Regions from separate parts of the Zea mays genome. Here regions 1 and 3 are each linked to region 2. The links are chromatin contacts, called in public Hi-C maps. All regions are on one chromosome and are shown on one strand. The core of a region is the stretch at or near the end of the contact, and the rest is flanking DNA. Distances in the headings are between cores, read along the strand shown.

What was found. Hi-C and Micro-C count contacts between places; a contact is called where the count stands out from the background.
Region 1: a Hi-C map of tassel shows a contact between it and region 2, with 2.2 times the contacts expected there. The contact joins the promoter of LOC103627472 here to the promoter of LOC100384594 in region 2. A contact is called at or near these places in 2 of 25 Hi-C or Micro-C datasets (bundle sheath and tassel).
Region 3: a Hi-C map of ear shows a contact between it and region 2, with 3 times the contacts expected there. The contact joins the promoter of LOC107522034 here to the promoter of LOC100384594 in region 2. A contact is called at or near these places in 7 of 25 Hi-C or Micro-C datasets (ear, endosperm, leaf and 1 more) and 1 of 3 datasets of contacts at active chromatin or transcription factors (leaf).

The regions. Positions count from the first base shown.
Region 1 is chr5:192,896,091-192,900,892 of Zm-B73-REFERENCE-NAM-5.0, reverse strand. It overlaps LOC103627472 (membrane steroid-binding protein 1), which reads left to right and starts at 2,775. Exons shown (of 2, transcript XM_008647763.4): 1 at 2,775-3,409. The coding sequence starts at 3,084. LOC100281076 reads right to left here and starts at 756. Exons shown (of 5, transcript NM_001153995.2): 1 at 612-756; 2 at 257-500; 3 at 97-165. The coding sequence starts at 649.
Region 2 is chr5:193,082,898-193,087,066 of Zm-B73-REFERENCE-NAM-5.0, reverse strand. LOC100384594 (Ascorbate-specific transmembrane electron transporter 2) reads left to right here and starts at 2,211. Exons shown (of 4, transcript NM_001177098.1): 1 at 2,211-2,657; 2 at 3,434-3,482; 3 at 3,568-3,770; 4 at 3,846-4,169. The coding sequence starts at 2,508. The coding sequence ends at 4,154. TRNAP-UGG (transfer RNA proline (anticodon UGG)) reads right to left here and starts at 1,719; the gene lies at 1,648-1,719. It also overlaps a transcript of LOC103627474 not described here.
Region 3 is chr5:193,300,500-193,304,884 of Zm-B73-REFERENCE-NAM-5.0, reverse strand. It overlaps LOC107522034 (Vesicle-associated protein 1-1), which reads left to right and starts at 1,373. Exons shown (of 8, transcript NM_001322276.1): 1 at 1,373-1,861; 2 at 2,189-2,259; 3 at 2,371-2,452; 4 at 2,539-2,654; 5 at 2,757-2,879; 6 at 3,266-3,307; 7 at 4,035-4,112. The coding sequence starts at 1,804.

The DNA of each region.
Region 1 (4,802 bases), core at 1,526-4,025, 190 kb after region 2:
ACACCACCCAAATGTATACCCAGCTCAGCTGCTATGGAGTTACAGTTACGGTATACATATGCTGGCATTAATTTCCATCTCTGTTTATTTACGTACCATTTCTTTGACGGCTGCCTCGTCGTCGCCAACCTCCATCGTCACCCCCATGATTCCCGCGTTGTTGACCTGCAGCGTGTGATTTGTGAACCAGTTTATGCGCACGAAGTCGACGACGGTCAGAACTCAGAAGTCGACGGATCGGAGGGGCCGTACGTACCAACACATCGAGCTTGCCGAACTTGGTCCTGACGAAATCAGCCAGACGAGCAGCGCTGGTGGGCTCCGTGACGTCCAGCTGGTGGGACACGACGTCAGGCAGGCCGAAGCCGTGAAGCTCGCGGGCCGCCTCGGCGCCCCGCGTCTCGCTCCGCGCGGTGAGGACGACGGTGAGGCCGCTGGACGCCAGCTGCCGGCATATCTCGAACCCCATGCCCCGGTTCCCGCCCGTGACGAGGGCCACCCTGACCACGCACAAGAAAATGGAAGTAAATAAGCGCGCATGAACTCAGCTGCTGCCTGCTGCCGGTCGGACGACAGAAGCTCTCATGTCGTGCTATGTGTGCACAGTGCACCTCTTCTCCGATGGCTTGGGAACGGCTCCTCCCTCCATGATATGATGCTCAGTTCAGCTGACCCGGCTGGTGCAGGAGCAGAGCGCGGCGGTAGTATAGTAGTCGAGTTGGAGACGGACGTCAGGCCTGAAACGAGTGCATTTGCAGACAGATAGGTTGTTCTGGTTCATTTTATATACTACTGATGATGAATCCTAGTACTAGTATTGATATTGATGTGGTCTGTTGACGAGAGAGGATGCGGGTCAGCATTAGGTACTCAGACAGCGCAAGGCAGGGATTTCCTGATGATGGTTGGGTTGGGGGTGCTTGTTGACCTTTCAGCTCTCAAGTCCGGACGGGCGGCGCCCAGGCAGGTTCCTGGGCGAGCTTACCGGGCACATGGGTGAAAGAAACTTCTCGTTAGCGTCATACATGACGCGAACTAATCTGTTGTCCAAGTTGATGTTGCCTTGGCAACTTCGGTTCGCTAGCTTGAGTCATCGACGGACCACGTGTACAACTGTGCAAGCGAGATAATCGACGGGATCATCAGATCAGAGGGACCATTATTATGCATTATTATTATGTCACGAATTGATAAAGGGTTTAGGGTTTTTGGTATACATCCTCTGTTTAATATTTGGCCAAGTTTCGAATTTTAGGAGAATATATAATATTCAAACAATTGTAAGCAGGGGAAAAAAGTAGGGCATGATTTTTAGAAAACTATGAATTAGTTTTCCGTAGGTTAAAATACATTTTCTATGATTTCTTAATATTAATTCACATTTTAGTATTTTAAACGCATATTTGTTCCAGAAAACAATATGCTATTTTTCAAAAACCATCTACAATTTTTTTAGTCTAATGGATCTAGGCACTGTTTGGCACAGCTGCTGCTTGTTGAAAAAGCAGCTTATCTGATAAGCTGGTGAAAAGCAGCTTCTGCTTGTTGGCTGCTTTTAGTGTATTCTGAGAAGCAGCTGAACTGATAAGCTGCTGCAGAAGCTAGCTGTTTGGCAGAACTTCTGCTTAAATTTGTGAAGAAGCTGAAAATAAGCCGTGCCAAACAGGGCCCTAATGATCTATGGACTGTTGCGATTTACCTTCTCGTTGCTTGACGTGGCATCATATATGACAGAATGTGGTGTCACGTCAACCAACTTTCTAAAGCACTAACCACTTCACAAAACATTTAAGAAAACTAAAATCTGATATTTTTTCTTAAGGGCTAGTGGATCCAGGATTCTTCATAGGGACCGGAGGGAAATGAGTGTATCTAAACTAGCTATAAGATAGTGTCCAACAGTTTATCATTATGTTCATTTAAAACATTGTCTTACACTGTTTGCAATGTAGACTATACTGTTTGTGGGAGTGAAGCTTAAATATGGATACGAGGATGCTGAAGATGACCTAATAGTAGCAAATCGGATATGTATAATAGTTGAGGAAGATCAAATGAAATCCTCGACTACTAGGAGTTGTACCACCAATCCAATGAATATAGGGACAGTCGGACAGATCTATCTTTTTTGGTGGAGCAAATCCACGGTAGAGCCGCTAGATAAAAAAAACATTTGGCTAGAAAGTGAACCACATTAGAGCTGCTGGATCCAAAAATGTGACTAAAAAAACTGAATCTGGATTCGTATTTTGAATTTTGTAGAGCTTTACCAAACAAGCTCTTTAGTCGAGGAATGAGGAAGAATGGCCCACATGACATGGCGCAAGTTCACTTGCTACTGGGCTATGTGATTCACGGCATCAGCAAGGCGGGCTCATGTCGCACGGTCGCTCACAAACGTTCCCAAAGCCCAATGATGCGAGTTCCTCAGCACACCAGTTGAGGGGTTTTTTTGGAACAAAGGATTTTTTCTGAATTCTACGTTTTTCATGTGTTTTTAAACTAATTTCTATATCAATCCTATAAAATTCGTACTTTACAAAGGAGCCCTGACAAAAGATCGCCTCCACCTGGTCCTGGGCTCCTGGCACGAGAGTCTGATGTTCAATGTGAAACAAAACAACACAATTCTGATTTCTCATGTCAAATTTTGGACAATGTGACTTGACATTTTTTTCCTCCAGAAAACGTGACTTGACTGCAAACCTATCTACAGTTCTCCATTCTCCGAATCTGGTTCTTTTTTCTCCATTTCTTTCTTCAGCGAGGAGAGAGACAGGGAGGCTGGTGAATGAAAACCGAAAAGACGAAGAAAACCGCGCGGTTGCAAGTCCCTCTCCGACGCTGACTCGCCGACTCCCGCCTGGTCACCACCGTCATAGACCGCGCCGGACAGCCCAGTTCCGTTCCATCCCATCCACCGCGCGGTGCTCCTCCCTGTCCCTCAGAAAAAAAGGCGCACGGTTCGCGCGTCCCATTTCACTTGTTCCCTCGCACCGGCACTGCTCCCTCCACCTTACTCTGTCGGTTACACCTCTGCCTCTCCCTCTCCCCTTGCCGGCCGGTTTTCTCCGTCCGTGCCCATGGCCATGGCCATGGCAGAGTGGTGGGCTGCGGCGACGGAGGCCGTCGCGGTGTACACTGGGTTGACTCCTACGGCGTTCTTCACGGCCGTGGCTGTGGCCGCGGCGCTGTACGTCGCGGTTTCAGGACTGTTTGCGCGGCCGGCGCAGACGTCATCGAGGAGGCAGGAGGAGGCGGCGGAGGAGAGGACCTTCGAACCACTGCCGCCGCCGGTGCAGCTCGGCGAGGTGACAGAGGAGGAGCTCCGAGCTTACGATGGGTCCGACCCCAAGAAACCGCTGCTCATGGCCATCAAGGGCCAAATCTACGACGTCACGCAGAGCAGGTACGTGCTTTCTAGCCTGTTGAACAGTTTCGATTTTGTTTCTCATGGAAAAACTTGGAACGGGAGACACTAGAAGTCTAGCACCCGTAAAACTCCCATAGAATCTTTAGTACGGTGTATTACTTTTAAAAAGCAAACGGTTCATACATGAGTCTTCAGTTAATCTTTATATGACTGAAAAAACGAATTAGCAAAACGAAAATGGTTATTAGACTAGAAAATTAAGTCGTCATTTCAGTGAGTAATCTTCATGTCAACAAAAGCAAGTGGAACTGGAAAGGTGAATTTACCGACCTTGCCATGTGAAACTAGAGGAGAAATCTCTTACTAAGGACTGTTTGAAAACTCTATTTTTACAAGAATTTCTAATTTTGTAAGAAAAATGAACAAATTTACTTTGGGAAAATAGAAATCCCTCAAAAAAATTAGGTTTCTAAACTAGCCTTAAACCCTCCTAAATTTTAAAATGTGCAAACTATTATATATGTCTATTGTAGGTGATCTAGTGAGATTATATCGTTGTAGCGCTTTAATTCAGTCCCTTCTATTTTTTTTTCTTGCTCTGTCCATATCAAGTGATTCCTAATAAAAAAAGAATGAATTTTCTTCCTTCCAACTTTGTTTGTTCAAAAGACAACTCTTTTCTCTTTAAACAAATGATCATCAAGTTCGTATACGAATAACCCTTGGCTCTATCATCGTGGCTCTAGTATAAATCTAAGATTTTAATCCAACTGATTCATAGGTTTGCAACAAGATAATTTCTATAAAAATCCACTATAAATTTTGATACTAAATGTGTAATTGGATTTTTTATGGAATATATTTACATGGTACATGTATTTTGATACAAAATAAGTACAATTGGATTTGTTATGGAATATTTACATAGCATATGTATTATGTATTATATTTTACAGATATTAATGCCTTTTCTATAATCTGGTCAAACTTCACCTAGTTTGACTAGGATAAAATTCGAATTGAATTCTGTTCCGGAGATCTTAGCGATAGCATTTTATCCAGCTAGTGTGAGTGATATGACCGCTCTGCAAGCGTTTAGGTTAGTTTGACGATATGTGCATACTGAGTTACTGATCGTCCTTGCGGTTTCTAGATGCTGGTCAGTCCCAAATAGATTCATTTTTCATGTGAACGAATGCTTCAAGTCACCAAATTCAGCAAGATGCTTTCAGCTATTGTGACCTCAGTTATTTTCCATTGTCAGTTGTGGATTGCTCAGATGGTAATATACCTATCTGACCTTAGAAAATTCCATTGATTCTTGTTCTAGTCAAATGATCTGACCTTCAAGGGAAAATCAGGTGTTATTTTCTCTTTTAGAAGATTCATCGGAAAGGAACAACATATCTGATGGCTTGAAAAGGACTAG
Region 2 (4,169 bases), core at 962-3,461:
ACGAAATTTCTGGAGCTGGAGCTATTGCAAACAGGGCCTTCAACAGATAGGTACTTGGGCTATCGCTTTGGGCTTGTTTGTTTCTGCTTTTTAGAGATTTTGAACTTCAATTTTTTGGACCATTCAAAAGTGAAAAACCCTATGAAGCTCACTAGGATGAACTTTAGGGCTTTTAACCTATGAAAGTTGTTTAGGTTTTAGAAAATTCAAAAGCTAAAAAGTGCAAAATCTTAAAAAAGCTGAAACAAACAGGCCGACACAAAGCCACAAACACTTGAAATTTGCAGATTAGAATTTGTTTTTGATCCGAGTATAAAGATTGATAGATGCTAGGCTACATTGCTATTTTTTAAAAAAAACTAGGCCACATTGTTATTTTCTTAAAAAAACAAGGACATACTGTGACTATCAGTGAGTTCCTCGAAAAAGAGAATTAAAAAAAAAACTCCTGTGTGCCCGAGTCGGAGACGAATATCGAACTCGCTCTATGTTCGGTTCTACTCTAATCCATATGGATTAAGAGGAATTGAGGGGGTTTCAATCTCTAGTAAATCAAAATTCGTTTAATCCGTATCAATCCCTTTCAATCCATATGGATTGAAAATAACCGAACAAGCCTAACCCCTCGATGCCTCAAGTTCAGTCGGCACGCGTTCGTCTTCTGGACGTCAAGAAACAGAGTCCCGTCTAATTACGACCGACGATGCAGCCAGGACGAGGGTACTATATGGCAGCGGCTTCGGCTACGGGCCAGGTCCACCCTACCGCCCCCCGGTGCCGCCTGAACTGCAGATGGCACCGCAAGAGAGTGAAGCCGTTCTGATGGCTACCGGCCGCCTCGCCGCGGAGTACCTGACGAACAGAGGCGATCTGCCGGCGAAAGTGCTGGAGAACCGTCCGCCGGCGCCGATTCCCCGTTCGTTGGTCGGAGTCGGAGGCCAGACCGCATTCGGGTCGCAGTACCACGAGACGCCGGTATACGGGACGTTCCACTTCCAAGGACGTCCGCGGTCCGCCCGCGCCGCAGCAGCGTCAGCCGTCAGTCATGCCCCCACCCGTTCTACTCCCAAGGGCAACAACGTCCACCTGCGCCGCAGCGCCGGTTTCCGGCCCCCCGCCCGTTCCGAGCAGGCCGCGACCAGTTCCCGAAGCGCCCACGCCAAGGCCCGTTTGGACCGGCTTCCTCCCCAGGCGCGGCACGCCGGCCGGGCATCGGCACCCGTCGTGGACGCGAATGAAAATAAGCGAGACGATGATAACGAGCACAGTGCGCCGGCCGGAGACGCGGGCAACTCTCAGTCGACGGCGCAGCCGGATGTTCCGGCCAGCGGCCCGCAGCAGACGAACGAGCCAAGCAGCAGTTCCCACTAGCGAATAAAAGCTAGAATACACATCATTTTTTTTGGCTGAAACGGCAGCGTAAACAGCTCTAGCAGTTAGCACCACATTTTTTGTAATTCTGTGCGGAAGTCGTGGAGTTAAGTACTATTTTGCCTCTATATATACCAATATCGTTACCATGTTCCAAACTAGTACATGGAAATAAATATATCAATCATATTCATGTGTCTGAACCAGCAAAAGAAATTGCAACAAAAAAGCAGCCCAGACAATCAACAGAAATAAAAAAAATATTTTATAAATATAGGGGCATTCCGAGAATCGAACTCGGGACCTCTCGCACCCAAAGCGAGAATCATACCACTAGACCAAATGCCCTTATGCTTATGACATCAAACGCTAGGTTAATTATAGGATCATTACGAAACGACGAGGAAGACGCGGGAGCAGGGCTGCAAAACGCAAACGCCGAGTTCTGAACTCTCACGCGGCCCTCATGCCAGTTTTCCGCAATCAGTTACCATCAGCCAGCGATCCTCACGAAGTTTACCTGTAACCTTGTAGTCGGCGGACGGAGAATCAGAGACCCATGCTAGTGACCACTGACCACGTCACCAAGCCTGATAACACCAGAGCACAGGAGAAGACGAAGTATGCTATCCTCTGGTCTTCAAAGGGTAGCACAGCTCTTGGTCACGAGTTCCAACAACCCACCGGTCGTCGCCAGACCGGTGCAAGTTTTTTCCGCGCTAGCGATTTGCTGTTGCTTTCTCGCGCTGGGTCCCGCGGACGCAGGTGGCACCTTGATTCTTCTCAAATCTCAACACACACGAAGGCTACGGATCACGCTAGAAGTAACAAGCTAAAAACTTGAGCTCTCGGTAGCACGAGAATCTACAGATATGAACCAAGTTATATAAGGTACTCGTACACCGAACATGTTCGATAGAATGCTCTAGTGACAGCGAAAAAACCAAACAACAAAAACCAACGAAATCCCTGCCATTTTTATAGGAGACGACGGTGCGGGGACACCACGCTCCCGCATTCAGTCCCTCCAGTCGTTGCGTCGGACGCCGTTGAGCGTTGGTGGCACTGTGCCAGCAGCAGCGCGCCGCGGGTGGCAAGGCAAAGGGGGCGACGAAGAGGAAAGCGAAGAAAACGTCATGGGGCTTGGCCTTGGCGTGCGGGCGGCGCCCTTCACGTACGCGGCGCACGCGCTGGCCGTCGCGGCGGCGGCCATGGTGTTGGTCTGGGCCATCTACTTCCGCGGTGGGCTCGCCATCGAGGCCACCAACAAGAACCTCATCTTCAACGTGGGTACTACTGCCTCTCCCCTCCCCGCGCTGGTTGCTTCAACGCCGACAACTTGTTTTGGGGACGCGTGTTTTCCCTTTTGTTTGCTTTCTTTCCCCTTTGACGTCGCGTCGACGTGAGCGCGTGTAGGCTGCTTCACGAGCTAGAAAAGTGAGGAAATTTAAATCTAGTAGAATTATAGAATTATCAAGAAGTGTTATTGTGCAGTTCTGTCGGCGAGCGTGTGGATTCTAGCTTTCTTTGCTTCAGTCAGAGATTGTGGATTCTATCTTTTATACCCCGTAGTAGCTTTCTACTAAATTACACATAGGCTGCTGCACGAGCTGGATTGTGGAGTACTAAATTACACAATCCAGCTCGCCCAGATTCTACGATCCACGAATCCTCTCAAACTAGAGAGAGAGAGAGAGAGAGAGAGGCCATGAGCTAGAATTCACAAAGAGCCATCAGCTTTTGGACCTTCAGTTCTCTGCAATCCAGGACTTCAATTATGCCGCTATTCAGAATCTCTAGCTAAAACTAGCAGAGCACTTAATACGTGTTTATTTGGCTGAGGTTGTGGCCTATGTTAGTTAGAAAGCATTTTGCTGTCTGCCTGCCCTCCTGAGGTTTCATCAATTACCTTTCAAATCACGAAACCCTATCTATTGCTTCAAGCTAACCATTTGTTTCGTCTGTACAGTTTTTAGTGAATCAGAGCAATAAGTTTTTATTTTTTGAAACTGAATCAGAATAATAAGTTGATTTAGAGTCCATCACATGTTAAACATTGCAGGTTCACCCTGTTCTTATGCTTATCGGTTATATTATCATCGGCGGCGAAGGTAAATGATTTAAATGTTTTCCAGGCTTCTCTTTTCTGTCACATGACAGATTTTAGTTTAGTAACATCTTGTTCGTCGTTGTCAGCTATAATGGTATACAGGGTACTTCCAACATCGAACCACGAGACAAATAAGCTGATCCATCTAGTTCTCCACGGGATTGCACTTGTCCTTGGTGCGGTTGGAATATATTTCGCCTTCAAAAATCATAATGAGAGTGGGATTGCCAATCTTTACAGTTTGCACTCTTGGATTGGGATAGGGACGATTACTTTGTATGGTATTCAGGTAAGGTCATGCATATGATGGCAAAGTTAGATAGTTGGATTGGGATTGCACTTATATTTGCCTAATTTATCACAGTGGATAGTTGGATTCGTTACATTCTTCTTCCCTGGTGCTGCGCCAAACGTGAAGAAGGGTGTTCTTCCTTGGCACATACTCTTTGGGCTCTTTGTCTACATCTTAGCACTGGCTAATGCGGAACTCGGCTTTCTTGAGAAGCTCACTTTCCTCGAGAGCTCGGGTCTCGACAAATACGGCACAGAGGCATTCTTGGTGAACTTCACAGCGTTGGTTGTCGTGTTGTTTGGTGCCTCTGTTGTGGTGGCTGCTATAGCTCCAGTTCGCCTTGAAGAACCACAGGGTTATGTTCCAATTCCAGAAAACTAGTACAAATGAAATGTA
Region 3 (4,385 bases), core at 124-2,623, 220 kb before region 2:
CCTCAGTATCCAGAACTCCAAAAATACTACAGTTTTAGGTAAACTATGATATTCAAAACAGAGTTTTGATAGCACCAACCAAACACCTTTTGGCTTCTAAAACCATAGTATTGTACAATATCATAGTATTGCTTTAAAAGTATAAAAATACTATGCAACCAAACAGCCTCTACACTTGCATCAATACCTCTTCTATCGTCGCTGAATGAGTTCTCAATGGCAAGAAACAATAGCCCCAATAACACCCGGGAATTGTAGATGCAATAAAATACAGGTACTTTTGACTGGGAATAGGCTAAAAGTGCTCGTTTATAAATGAATAATCCAGACAGACGGAGCAACATCAGCATCAAGGATCAGGATCATCCACATTCAGCCCCTTTTCTATTCCCCCAGAGTGTCAGGTAGTATTACTGTTGCCTTAATTTGGCATGTTGTTATGCGGATATTGAGCCTATTTGATTCAGTTTTTTTTTAAGCTTTTATGAGAATCTGGCTGTGAAAAAAATTGGATCTGAATATTATGGAAATTATGTGTGGATGAAGATAAAATGGTCAAATAGGGTTTAAAATGTACCAAAGTTACAGTTTCCTACTATCACAACGACTCGGTCAATTTTTTGTTTACTTTGATTTTGAATGATTTTGACTAAAATAATTTTCATAAACACAGGCCGAAAAGTTGAGCGTTGTCTGCAGCAGCTTTAGTGGCTAGAAGTTTTTTTAAAAAAAAACTGAAACAAATAGAGCCATTTTATATTCGTGAAAAGTAGAACTCTATCTGTGATCGGATATTCCCGTTTGTCCATTTTGTAGAGTCCGTATCCGCATCCCCAGTTGTCCAGCTCCAGCCGTGCGGAGAACAGGAACCAGAAGTCAGAAGCGCTTCCGTGCCGGTTCAAGAATAGCAGCACCGTACCAGCCAGCCAACAGGGTCGCCTGCAGTTGCAAGCTCGGAACTCTCCGGAGACTCGTAGCATCACTTCACAACTGGCTCTATGAAAAGGACCAGTAGCAACAACAACACGCGCGCTGGTCAATACTGACGACGTTCGCTATAAAACGGTCGTTCGAAGATGGCGGCACGGGACCTAACTGCAGCCCGGCCGATGTGGCCTGCTGGAGCGCGACACCTCGCGCGACTTGCGTATGGCTGCCGCCGGGAGCAGGAAGTGCCGTTGACGCGCGGCGCGGTCGCGGAAACGAGGCCCGGATTCGAACCCAGACGAGACGATCGGTGCGACTCGCGACCGATTCGAACCGGATCCAGCACGTTGGTAGAACTGGCGACCCGGACGCGAAACGGCCTCGGATGTAGACGCCGCAACCGCCTTCTGAATCCTCCGGAGGAAAATGGGCGGGCCGGCAGATAGGAGGAGTAGCTCAGAACCTCAGATAGCTCGGGGAGCGAAAGAGAGAGAGACCGACGCGCATCCTCATCCTCCCCGCCTCAAACTCGCGTCGCGGGGACGTGTCCGTTCACACGAGTATTCTGCGTAGCCACGTCGCCGGTGTGCGGTAGCGGTAGCGGTAGCGGTAGCAGCCAGGGCCCAGGGCTGCTTCTCGCCCCTTCCAAAATCCCGAGCTTTTCCCCGGTTTCGACCCTTCGTTTTCCTCCGCTTCCTCCTCTGCTCCACTGCTTCAGGAATAGGTGCCTCAGGAATATAGGTAGACGGAGAAAAAAAAACACAGAGAGAGAGAGAGACGGAGGGGAGGCATCGAAATTCCGAATCCCCACCTCGCCGCTCCCACCACCACCGCGGATTGCGTCCCGTTCGATTGCGCAGGAGTTTCTGTTCCAGGATGAGCACCGAGTCAGGAGAGCTGCTCGGGATCGACCCCGTCGACCTCCGGTTCCCATGTATGCGTCTTTTATTTTTGCTATTTATTTTTTTCCTTCCTCGCGGCGCGCGGATTCTATTGGTTTCCTTGAAAATTTCTCAGTAGTCGCCATAGCGAACATAGCTTCGCTAGCTATTCGGGGGAAATTTTATTGCGCTCTGTCGAACGCCCATTCGATAATCTTCTACTGGCTGTTTCTCGGGTGTTCATCATCTTTTTATCCTTTCTGCGGTTCATTTCGACATGTGTTCTGTTGCTTCCTAATCATTTCGAGGTAACATGCAGTCGTCCCGTCCTGTACTGTTCATTCCTTTCCTGATTTCCTTCTCCTCTCTGAATCATGCAGTCGAGTTAAATAAGCAGATCTCCTGCACGCTGCAGCTGACGAACAAGACAGACAAGCAGGTCGCGTTCAAGGTAAAACGAATCCTTTCCTGCGCGTTCCCGGGCAGGAGAAGCCAGCCACGCGAAACAAAATGGTACCGTACCCGTAGTGGACTGAGCTTGTGCGACACCGCCCGACTGTAGGTCAAGACAACGAGCCCCAAAAAGTACTGTGTTCGGCCAAACAACGGCATGGTGGCGCCCCGGTCCAAAGCTGACGTTGTTGGTAATTTAGTGCCTCGCATGATTGTCATGGCATAGCTGCCCTTTATTTCCACATCTTATACCCACCGTGAATCGTTGGATTTTCAGTCACAATGCAAGCGCAGCGGGACGCGCCACCGGACATGCATTGCAAGGACAAATTCCTTGTGCAGAGCGCCATCGTGGCCAAGGAGACCATGCCGAAGGAAGTCACTGGAGACATGGTAATAAGTCGCATTTTAGTGTGTTGGTAGTTTTCTTTATCATTTTATAGGGGGGTGCTCCTTCTGTTCACTAAAAAAAAATCTTAATGATGGGTTATGTAGTTTACCAAAGATTCAGGCAATATAGTGGATGAAGTGAAGTTGAAGGTAGTTTATACAGCGCCATCGTCCTCTCAAAGCGAGGGATTTGAGGATGGTAATCTCGGCAGTTTGAGTTATCAAGAGGTAAGAATTTGAGTTTAGTGTTGATTGTTATATAAGGAGTAGATTTCAAAAAAACCTACAAGTATTTACACTTAGGTTGCAAAAACTTCAACTTTGGGGCATATTGCAGAAACCTAACATGCAGTTTTTCTGCAATAAGATGTCAAAATAACTATAGGTTTCTAAAATAGGCACCAAAAATTGCAGTTTTCAACCCATGTCAAATTCTTTTTTTGGTATTTGAATTTACTCTTATATAATTACAGCATGTATTTCATGATCTGTGCCAACGAACAGTTGGGCTACTGCCTACTGCCTGCCTGACTAACATTTTGGCATTTTTGCACTGATAAGTGATTCTCTCCAATATCCACCTTCTAAAAGTGAAAGTGATTCTTTCTTTGCAGGAAACAAAAGAACCCAAAGAATCAGAAAAAATAATCTCTGAGGTGAACCTCTTTTATATAAACATTGTCAAGCTGTACCTACTAAAGATCCTAGGTGTAGTACTTTTGCACTTGAAATACTCGTACCTCAAAAGTGATCAAATTTGTAGCGTCAGCAATCCATTTGCTTAAATATTGCAAAGAAGTAGATGGAATTAATCATTGCTCTAAATGTATCACTTGAGCTCATTTCGGTATCTGTTTGCCATTGGATGAAAACTTTTGAAGATTCAGAAATTACAGATAGCCTATCTTAGATAGTTTATCTAATTGCATTCTACTTGAAGCAATCAATATTGAATATGCTGTTTCCAAATGACATATCCTATGGATAGTCTCTCAAATAGCATTCAATTATAAGGCCATAGCATTGCTTCACTTCAAACTGTTAATTTGACTTATTCTCTTATCGGTTATAGCATATTTAACTGGAATCGTTCAATCTTCTTGTAGTCCACATTTGCAGCCTTTTGATTATTGTTGTGTGGCTACAGTGTTCTTAACTGCAGTTTTCCAGCGTTAGTTCATCAATTATTTGTTCTCTTATATCTGTATAAAATTAGATGTAAACATACATTAATTAGCGGTGTTGTGCTCTCATGTATTAGCATTCTACCTGTATCGAATTCTTCAGCTTGTCAGCAAATTTTTAAAAGCAAAGCAATCGAGTCCTTGGTAGGTTACATGGACTCCATTACAGGCTTGACATGGTCTATTTATGCCTCTGTAGCCATTTGCTTTGATTTCGAAACTGATGGAGGAGAAGAATTCTGCTGTTGAGCTGAACAACAAGCTTCGACAAGAATTGGTCAGTGCCTCATTGGATTTTTTTGCTTATTATGCAAACAGTTAATAATTCGGTTACCCTTGACTTTAGGCTACATTCACCTTTTATTTTCTTGGCTAGACAAAGTTATGTTATAGCTCTTTTGATAGCTTTTGCATTTCTGTACATATCACTTTCAGATTGTATCCTGGTTTCTTTTGTTACATATGTTTTACATAGCCTTATCCTTTTTATATCTTCCATCCATTTCTCTCGTTCTCTTTTTAGTTCCTTTTGCTTTTCATGGTTCCATCA